Regions from separate parts of the Rattus norvegicus genome. Here all the other regions are linked to region 2. Evidence: chromatin contacts called from public Hi-C data. All regions are on one chromosome and are shown on one strand. Each heading gives the region's core, a stretch centred on a gene start, on an enhancer-like site or on the middle of the called end of the contact. The rest is flanking DNA. Distances are from core to core; before and after follow the strand shown.

The links. A called contact is a pair of places that touch in the nucleus more often than the background predicts.
Region 1: a Hi-C map of hepatocytes shows a contact between it and region 2, with 1.7 times the contacts expected there. The contact joins two enhancer-like sites. A contact is called at or near these places in 6 of 12 Hi-C or Micro-C datasets (Schwann cells, hepatocytes, kidney and 2 more).
Region 3: a contact with region 2 is called in a Hi-C map of hepatocytes, with 1.9 times the contacts expected there. The contact joins two enhancer-like sites. A contact is called at or near these places in 9 of 12 Hi-C or Micro-C datasets (the A7r5 cell line, the Rat2 cell line, Schwann cells and 6 more).

What each region holds. Positions count from the first base shown.
Region 1 is chr12:45,081,330-45,084,616 of GRCr8, forward strand. The region is part of intron 2 of Taok3 (TAO kinase 3); the gene reads right to left. Among named protein-coding and RNA genes, the nearest start is that of Taok3, 51 kb to the right of the region's middle. Within about 2 kb of position 1,917, at least 9 of the 93 cell types and tissues checked have an H3K27ac peak or open chromatin away from gene starts, as enhancers often do. A contact at or near this core is called in hepatocytes and liver, where this site is marked.
Region 2 is chr12:44,950,542-44,953,851 of GRCr8, forward strand. It overlaps a transcript of Pebp1 not described here. Among named protein-coding and RNA genes, the nearest start is that of Pebp1, 11 kb to the right of the region's middle. Within about 2 kb of position 1,425, at least 7 of the 93 cell types and tissues checked have an H3K27ac peak or open chromatin away from gene starts, as enhancers often do. A contact at or near this core is called in hepatocytes and liver, where this site is marked.
Region 3 is chr12:44,773,861-44,777,640 of GRCr8, forward strand. The region is part of intron 1 of Ksr2 (kinase suppressor of ras 2); the gene reads right to left. Among named protein-coding and RNA genes, the nearest start is that of Ksr2, 73 kb to the right of the region's middle. Within about 2 kb of position 2,316, at least 1 of the 93 cell types and tissues checked has an H3K27ac peak or open chromatin away from gene starts, as enhancers often do. A contact at or near this core is called in hepatocytes, where this site is marked.

The DNA.
Region 1 (3,287 bases), core at 667-3,166, 130 kb after region 2:
AGCTTCCTCCAGTGCCCACAGGCTTCCCGGATGCCGGTTTCCCAGCACAGAGGGCTCTGAGGGCTTCACCCTGCTGCGTAGAAACTTCAACGATACCCCACACCCACAGTATATATATACATATATACATATGTGTGTGTGTGTATATATATGTATATATGCTTCCTATATAATATGTATATATAATATATATAACATGTATATATAATATATATTCCTTCCAATGTGCTTGTCCTTCTGTGCCCCCTGGGTTCTGCTTCTATCTTTTATTTAGCTTTTAATTATTTTTTCCACTTCTTTAAAAGTCAAAACTCAATTGTTCTTTTAAGATGCAGAGAGAAGCCACGGTGCTGAGAGTACATGATGGCAGACTGCTGGGCTCTGTGGCCACAGTGATTGATGGTGGATTGTGACTCTCAGAGGAAGCCACAGAGAAGCTCAGTGCCTTGCAAAAAACAGACAGGAGCTAGAGGAACACGCACACACTCACACACTCACACACTCACACACTCACACAAACACATTCACACTTACACACTCATGGACAAATACACACATATACACATAAATATGCTCACACACACATATACACAACACACACACACTCACATGCAGGCACACACACACACACACACACACACACACACACTGAAATGGAAAGGGAACTTGTTGAAAAGGGTTTCAGTGAGAGAAGGAGAGGAGAGAGAGTGGCAGAAATGCTAATAACTGTACAAGATTATCAAATGATAAGAGAAAGAGACTCACTAAACTGCAGTGTCACCTCTACCCCCCCCCATTTGAATCTGGGTACAGCAGAGCTTCAGCTGTCTCCTGGGTTAACCTATCTCACCTTTCCTAGGGTGACATTAATAGTTTACTGTGAACATGATGGTCCCCCAGCTAGACAACAGACTTCTTCCTGTGATTTATCTAGGCACCTGATGGACTGCCTGCCTGCCCAAGGTTCTGGATCTGATCCCAGTACCATCAAAACCAAACCAAACCACCACCAACAACAACAAAATAAATGGCTCCTTTTCCTCTGCTGCTCTTAAAGCAAAGGGTGGAATTTTTTTTTAAAAAAGCAATCTAAGTTTGAAGACCAGTGTGGTGGAGCACGCCTTTAATGCAGCACGTAAGAGGCAGAGGCAGGTGGATCTCTGTGAGTCCAGCCTGGTCTACAGAGGGCTCCAGAGACCAGCCTGGTCTACAGAGCGCTCCAGGCAGCCAGGACTACACAGAGACAAAACAAGAAGTAAGGCTAGACAGGATAACTCGAGCTGCAGTTTCTGCTTATCCACAATTCACTTACAGCTGTTTCTGTGTGACCCACTGGGCAATGTTCTGAACATTTAGAGAAATACAACAAAGCTTCCATTCTTGAAAAAGCTTAAATTCTAGTGGAGAGGAATAAATGGACAATTAACAATGACTATGAGAAACAATTAGCATATTAAAAGAGTATCAAGGGGTAGGCGATGTGGTTCAGCAGGTCAAGGCACTTGCCGCCAAGCCCAAGGGCCAGAGTTCAGTCCCCGGGACTCATGTGGCAGAAGGAGAGAACCAACTCCAGCAAGTTGTCTTCCGAACCCCACATGCACATGTCCACATATACATGCGTCCACACATACACACATACAAAAATGAACATCTAAAGAATCAAGAGTGTAAGGAAAAAGAAAAACAGAAGTGTGAAGTAAGATGAGATTAGAAACCCCGGGGTTGGAAGGAGCTGCAATTGGGTCAGGGCTGTGGGCCACAGCTCCACGGGAAGTGAAATCTGACCCTTTTCAAGTTTGGAAGCAGGTGCTAGTGTGTGTGGGAGGCCTTTTCTACTGTTGGGAGCTGGGGGAGCAGCCAGTGCAAAGGTCCTGCACAGGCTGGGCAGGGGCTGTGGGCAGCTGAGCGGAGCTAGGCAGTGCTGGGTCGGGAGGGCAGAGTCCATAGGCCCCATGGGATCCTCCTGCCAGGACTCCACTGTGGGTTGGAGGTCACAGCGGAGCTTGGAGGCCTCTGTCATACTTCCTTCTAAAAGGTCACTCTGTGTTGACAGCAGACGGAGCCCAGAGCCCACCAGGGGGCTGCTAGTGCCTGAGCCAAGACTGGTAACAGAGCCACAGGTCTCATTTTACACATATAAATGTATACCACGTGGTCATACGTGACATAAGTAACCACATGGTCATACGTTATGTAAGTGGTGACTCGGCAACCATGTGGCAGTTCCCTAAGACTCTAATGATGATGGGCTGGGGAGGTGGCTCAGCAGGGAAAGCATCTGAGCAGCAGAAGGACCCGAGTTCGATCCCCATTACCTGCCCAATAGGGGAGCTCACATTCAATGTCTCAAAAAGCCAGGGTTGGGGGGAGATCAGGGCATCTGACACTGACCTCTGGCTTCACCATGTACATGCACAGACAAATGCACAGACATGTACACACACACACACACACACGAGAGAGAGAGAGAGAGAGAGAGAGAGAGAGATTATAATTGTGCTAAGAGCTTCCCATAGCCTAGTGATACAGCTGCATTACCCACAGTGCAGTGCATGTCGGTGGGGATGCTCGTGGAGACAACTATATTTGGCCGTGTTGAGAGGCACTGGCACTTGCCGTGTGTTGTAGCATTCTGCTGCGTGAAGCATTTTACTGTGCTACCCAAATTAACAACCTAGGAGCGGTAGCCAGCATAGCGTGCCCTGGTCTTTGGTAGTCAGGTTTGTGCATGCCCTGCCCTGAGGCTCCCCTAGAACCAATCCTTCCGTGAAGCAACGAGTGTCTGGAGCTTCGAAAATGAGCTTAGCAACGGGGAAAGGCCGTGCACCCTTCTAATGCCAGCATTTGGGCAGCTGAGGCAGAGGGATTCCTGTGAGTCTGAGGCCAGTGTGGTCTACACAGTGAGTTCCAGGCCAACCAGAACTTGCACTGTCTCAAAGTGGGGAAAAAGAGGAGAGGGGGGTGGGAGAAGCAGAGGAAGTGGAAGAGACAGAAAGAAACAGACAGAGAGGAAAGGAGGTGGAGAGGCAGAAAACTGGCCCGTCTAAGGGCTGTGTCGGCGGTCAAAGTGCTTGCTATACCAGTGTGAGAACTGGAGTTTGGACCCCCAGAACTCATATAAATGCTGGGTGGCCATGTCCTTTTATCTGTAATTCCAGCCTAGGAAGGCAGAGACAGATGATCCCCAGAGCACGTTGGCTAACAAAACGAATCACATCAGTGAGCTCTGAATTTGATTGAGAGACCCTGCCTCATGGCACTAAAATGGAAGAATGACTGATGGCGAC
Region 2 (3,310 bases), core at 175-2,674:
CTGGGCTACATTGCAAGGCCCTGTTTCAAAATAACAATTTAATTATTTATTCTATGTAAATACACTGAAGCTGTCTCAGACACACCAGAAGAAGGCATCAGATCCCAACACAGATGGTTGTGAGCCACCATGTGGTTGCTGGGGTTTGAACTCAGGACCTCTGGAAAAGCAGTCAGTGCTCTTAACTGCTGAGCCATCTCTCCAGCTCCTCAAAATAACAATTTAAAGGCTCCATGTGGTGTCTTATGCCTTTAAAATTCCTGCTGAGATAAGTGAAACCCTAATGTTCAAGGCCAGCATGGTCCCTAGAGAGGGTTCTAGGCCAGCTAGGACCACTAGGAGAAACCCTCTCTTGGGGAAAAAAAAAGAGCAAAACCAACAAAAACCAAATTATCAATTTCTAAAGAGCTAGGGTTGCAACTTAGTAGCATTTGTAAGACTCTGATAAAATAACTTAAAAGCATCCGGCAAGGCAAGACAGGGTTCTGTGGCTAAGAGCAGGTGTTGCTCTTCCAAAGGTCTGGAGTTTGGTTCACATCCAGGCAGCTTAGAACCGCCTGTAACTCCAGCTTCAGATGATCAGACCATGCCCACTTCTGACACACACATAAATAAGTTTTAAAAGAAACAGCAAAAGATAAACTTAAAACATACATTTCAAGGAGCTTAAAAAAAAAAAAAAACACTCCAAGCAACAAAGAAACTAAAACCTGTCCTTGTAACAAAGAGACTAAAACCAGTCCTTACAGGTCTAAACTGGAATTATAAACATGTTTCAGCTGGACATGATGCATACATAGCACTTGGGAGGTTGAGGCAGGAGGATGAGGAATTTGAGGTACTTAACCAGTTTCAAAACAAAAAACAAAAGGGACAGTGTTCTAGCTTCTTTTGGTCACTATTGTGAGCATTATGACCAGAGACAAACTGAGGGGGAAAGGATTATTTTTTTCAGCTTATGCTTTGAAATCCATCATTGAGAGAAGCCAAGAAAGGAACCTAAAGTAGAAGGCCAAGGAACTCTGCTGCATGTTAGCTTTACCCAGGCCCCACTACCTAGGGATGGCACCGCCCCTAGTGGGCTAGGCGGTCCTTCATCAGTTAATCAAGAAAACGCACCACAAATGTGCCCAGGTGCCGTAGGAAGGAAACACTTTTTCAGTTAAAATTCCTTCTTGTCAGGCTTGAGCTGTGTGAAGTTGAGGATCAAGACTAGCCATCAGACAAGGGGAAGAGGGGGCACAGAGAAAATAAGAAATAATTTCCCTGCTTTCTGGACCTAGAACCAAGCCACAAGCTTACTTACAAGGTCGGTCACCAGGTGGCGCTCTCAGCCCTGAGCGGACTTCGGATCCCTCCACCAAGGCCACCTAGTAATGATCCAGCCAAGTTTCATGATTAGAGATTTCGGTTCAGCCAATGGCCACTGCTGTCCAGAGAAGCCAGGGCAGGCCAAGACTTACTCAATGTTTCTTTCAAGGTCACAGCTCATGGGAAAAGCCAAGACTCACCCACAACCCAGTCTCTGATAGTCTAAAATGTATCTATCCCAAGGTCCCCTGATCCCTTGGTCAGAGCTGGATAATTCATGGAAGGCCTTCCTGCCCTTAAATACTGGAGACAGCCACCTGGGCGCAGTGTCAGGCATGGGGAACAGAAGCATTCACCCCCAAACCTCATTTTGGGGATTTTCCTTCTTTTTTTTAAGATTTATTCATTTATTCTATATAAATACACTGTAGCTGTCTTCAGACACACTAGAAGAGGGCATCGGATCCCATTACAGATGGTCGTGAGCCACCATGTGGTTGCTGGGATTTGAACTCAGGACCTCTGGAAGAGCAGTCAGTGCTCTTAACCACTGAGCCATCCCTCCAGCCCTAGGATCTTTCTTTTTTTTCCTTTTTTTTTTTTTCTTTTTTTCGGAGCTGGGGACCGAACCCAGGGCCTTGTGCTTGCTAGGCAAGCGCTCTACCACTGAGCTAAATCCCCAACCCTTACTGAGCTAAATCCCCAACCCTGGATCTTTCTTAAAATACCTCCTCTCATTTTAATTGATTCCTTCCAAAGGGTGAGAAACTATGTTGGCTTTTTATTGCTTGGACCAAATACTTAAGAAAAGCGATTTAATTTTTTTTACATTTATTTATTTATTTACCTATTCATTTAGTAGCTAGTTAATTGGTTGGGTTGTTTTGTTGTTTGTTTGTTTGTTTGTTTGTTTGTTAGAAAGGGTTTCCTGTGTAGCCCTGGCTGTCCTGAAACTTGCTGTGTAGATCAGGCTGGCCTCAAACTCAGAGATTGCAACTTGCTCTTTTGAAAAACTGTGGTCCCAGTCACAGCTCAGGTGTGGAGGTCAGAGGACACCTTGCAAGAGTCAGTTCTGGCGTGGGGATTGAGGGAGGCTGCCACACTTAGCTATAGGTCCTTTCATCTCCAAACCCTCTTGGTGTTCCCCCAGTGCCATACCCATTGTCCTTCTTCTGCCGATTGCTTTTTTTGCCCTCAACATATTTGGGGGCTGGCTCATGCCACCCTGTGTGAGCCCGGCTGGTGCTCTGTGAAGGTGGCATCCTTTTTCAGAACGGAGCTGACGGTGAAGTGGCTTTCCTCACACAGTCAAGCGGTCACTCCTGTGGCAGACCCCTGCCTCTCACCCGGGGTTGCGCAGTTCTGATTGTACTTGCGTTTGGAGATGGCCTGACTGCAGCACCTCAGCACGTCTGACCTTCCCACAGACCCCCTTCTGGGTCAGTTCATTCTGCACAGTGTGGTGGGACAGAACTGCTACTCTAAAGAATGTCACTCAGGGAACAGTGACCCTTAGAAATAGACCCAGGGCAAGGCAAGGCGTGTGGGAACCAGTGCCCTCCCTAGGTGTCGCCCAAAGGCCGGCTTATCTCAGCCCCTCTGCACTCTGCCCCTACCGGTTTTTATTTGCAGAAGCTTCCGTGTACACACAACTGATTACCTTCTACCTCTCCCCTCCACGGGAGCTGAGGGTGAACGTCCCCACCCTCTAACCTCGCTTTTGGTCACTCTGGGGACCACCTTCCATTCTACCTAACAGTCAAAAAAAAAAAAACCAAACCATAACAACAACCACCACCACCTACTTGTTACTCTGAGAGGCCAATGATCCCAGGAATCGTGTGCCAAGAAATAGGACAAAGGCCGAATGTCTATTCGCAATGTGGCACGGGCAGGTTCTCACATGAGATGGTGCCGGACATAAGCAAACACGCCGGAAGTCTCCCGAGGTCCCACCAACCCTCGCCCCGCCCCCCCAAAAGATTTCACTCCAGCAGCC
Region 3 (3,780 bases), core at 1,066-3,565, 180 kb before region 2:
CATTTCCATTCTGTCTTAGTTCCACCAGCAGCTACTACAGGGGCAGGGACTAACTGCCTTCCTTCCCTTCTTCCTAAAACGAACCTGGGAAGCAAGTTCCTAAGTGAATAAATGAAGTCCAACAAGGTACAAACGAAGGCTCTCTCCACAGACAAACCCACAGCTGCCTGATTGATTGATCCTGGGATCTGATGTCTGACCCAGACGCTGGGTGGCCTGCTTTCTGTTCGTTCTGGTTTGTTGGGGAGAGTGGAGAGGGTTGGTGCCTAGAAATACAAACAGCAACTCTAGGAAGCTGGATCTAACCCATGGTCCGGGGACATGGTGGGCAGCAAGATCAGAACAAAGTATCTCTTCCATTGAGAAAGAGAGCCAGAGACAGAGACACAGAGTCAGAGACACAGAGCCAGAGACAGAGACACAGAGACAGAGACACAGAGACACAGAGATAGAGACAGAGAGAGACAGAGACAGAGACACAGAGACAGAGACACAGAGACACAGAGATAGAGACAGAGAGAGACAGAGACAGAGACACAGAGACAGAGACACAGAGACACAGAGATAGAGACAGAGAGAGACAGAGACAGAGACACAGAGACAGAGACACAGAGATAGAGACACAGAGACAGAGACACAGAGATAGAGACAGAGAGAGACAGAGACAGAGATACAGAGACAGAGACAGAGACACAGAGACACAGAGATAGAGACAGAGAGAGACAGAGACAGAGACAGAGACACAGAGAGACACAGAGACACAGAGAGACAGAGACAGACACAGAGACAGAGACAGAGACAGAGACAGAGAGACAGGGCAGGGTGGGAGAGAATATATGTATCTGTGTGTACATGTGTGCATATGTGCACATATGTGCATGTGTGTGTACATGTGTACATACATGCAAGTGTGTGTGCCCATGTGTAGGTGCATAGAAGCCAGAAGTCGATTGATACATGGCACCTTCCTTAATCATGCTCCACCTTATTTCCAAACAAGGTCATTCACCAACCTTGAGCTCACCAGTGAGTCTAGGCTGGCCCGCTACTGAGCCCCAGGGATCTGCCTGTAAGTTACGCAGGCGTGCTACATACCCAGCTCTGACTTGGATGCTGGCGATGTGATGTGAACTCTGGTCCTCACACTTGTGCAGGAGGCACCCACTGAGCCAATCTCCCAGCCTTCTTGTTAGGGTGTGTGTGTGTGTGTGTGTGTGTGTGTGTGAGAGAGAGAGAGAGAGAGAGAGAGAGAGAGAGAGAGAGAGAGAGAGAGGCCTCAATCTTCGGTGTGTAATAAAGGGTGTCCCTGAACCCCTGATTCTCCTGCCTCTACTTTTCAAGTCCTAAGCATGCACCAGCACCATTCCCAATTCAGGCCCTTCTGGAGAAAAGAAGCCAGGGCCTCATGCACAGTAGGCAAGCACTCTGCCCACTGAGCTCCAGCCGCAGCCAGATAAGAGCCTTCCAATCACGTCACCACGTTGAAATGCTCACTGCCCTACAATTTCTGGCCCATGGAGAGTGAGAATCCCCATCTCTCTGCCTGTGTATGCACCGTCTCTGCTTCTTACTACCAATCAGCCGAGGGGGCCTCATCCAGGAGGAAACGAAGTCAGTTCCTCTGTCCCACTCAGCTCCAACTTGCTGAAGCCCTTGCCACCTCCCCGTCCATACCACGGCACCTCGAGGTAGGAACGTAGGGGGAAAACTGGGTTTTGATGACACCCTTTGATAGCCTTAATGTCCCTAGAAAGACGAGAGGCTGGACCTCATTTCACACACTATGTCAAGGAGGCAGCCATTCAGAAACCCACCCATGCAACCTAGAAATAGAGAAAGTGAGGCTGGCAAAAGGGCTCAGTGTATAAAGGTGCCTGACACTAAGCCTGATCGTCTAAACTCAATCCCCAAATCACACGTGCTGCCAAGGGAGAACTGACTCCCAAAAGTTGTCCTCTGACATGAATACACACATGCACGTAGGAGCGTGGGCGCGCGCGCGCGCGCACACACACACACACACACACACACACACACACACACACACACCACGTTCGTTGCTGTCTGGGTGTGGAACCAGGAGGTAGAGTTTCTCTTCTAGAATGCATGAAGCCAGAGTGCGTGAAGCCCTGGATTCAATTCCCAAATTTGCAATCAAAAGCAAACAAACCATATCACAGAGCTTGGGTTTCTGTGTAAGTCCTGGGTTCAGTTCGGTTCAGCTTGGTTTTGCAATATGAGAGACGGGCCCCTGACACTCTACCACTGGGTTATATCCCAGTCCTACGGTGCCTGATTCACTTGTAGAGAAACTGAAGCATGGTCAGGTGCCTGGATGACTTGCCCAACAGCTCCCATTCAGGTCAGTGCCAGAGGCAGAATAGAACCAGGCCCATCAGAATCCCAACATGAAGTCCCTATTTCCAGCCCCTGTGTCCCCTCACATTCAGGTCACCTGGAGAAGTAAATCACAGGGCTAAGAACCGGTACACCAGCAATGGAAGCAGAGAGTCGAGGTTAATGCCCCAGCAGGGGCAGACAGCTGGGCCCCAGGGACCTGCTACCTGGCTCCCCGGGAGAGGAGGCCCAGGTGTGTGGGAGGAACTCAGAACCCTGCAGCAAACTTTACAGTTTATGAGGGCCAAAGATTTCCACCCAAATCCCCACTCGGAGCAACCAGGCTCTTAAGAGAAGGTTACCGAGAGTCCCTGGGGCTGAGATTTTTCCATGTTTAGCTTCTACAGAGGAAAATTTTGTTAGAAAGTTTAAACGGTGTAACTATTTTTAAGCAACGAGGCCCGGGGCCACGGTGTCAGCTCAGAGGAACAGAAGGCTGGAGTCCTCCCTCTGTGTTTCAACTCAAACAACGGAACTGCCGACACTGGAAATAAAAACCGTTGAACGTGGATCTTCCTCTCAGCTCAGCGCTTCTCAGCGAGGGGCAACTGTGTCCCTCGGGACTGCTGACATCTGGGTTATCGGGACTTGAAGACAAGGGATGCTCCTGGCATCTCCAAGTAGAGAGCAGAGAGAGCTAGGTATTCCCCAGTGTACAGGGCTGCCCCCTCCCCAAACAATCGCCTGGGCCTGGATACCCAACCCTGGTCAGGATAACTCTCTCCCAGGCCAGCAGTTCTCAAGCTCCAGCCTGAGGCTGAATCCCCTACAGCCTGAGAGAACACAAATCACAGATTCCCACCCAAACCACTGCCAGCATAGATCTGAGGAGGGGCCAGACTTTGAGTCTCTGTCAGGTTCCCGAGGGTTACGGTTTGGTGCACTAAAGGCTTGGCTCTCCAATCCTCTGCTCAGAAGTGGGGCTCTCTTGAAAGTTACCGACTAAGTAAAGGCTTCTACTTTATCTATGGACAGCTCCATAGATGGTCACCCCATCTTGGTGTGACAGCAAAGATGGCTGCCTCCAGCCAGGCCATGCCTCCTATGACTTCCCGGTTTGCCTGTTACACATTCAGGTAAGACACTGCACAGAAGGAAAAAGAATTAAAAATGAAGGAAAATCACCCAATGGCCGTGAGTCACAGATACTGTAAGACCCTGACCCTGACACCAGCCTTCCCAGGTTCCTCCTGAGTAGAGAGACCACTCAGAGTGGTATGTCACACAAGTCCCTGCAATTCCTGTCCTCCATGGACACTGGTTAACATTGGTACAGCTTATGAACTGAAGTACCCCGGGGTCGAACCTTTTGTGACAAGTTGGGTAACAGTGGCTTTGATCTCTCAACAGGACTTCGGATTCTGAAGAGAGCAGACACATCCT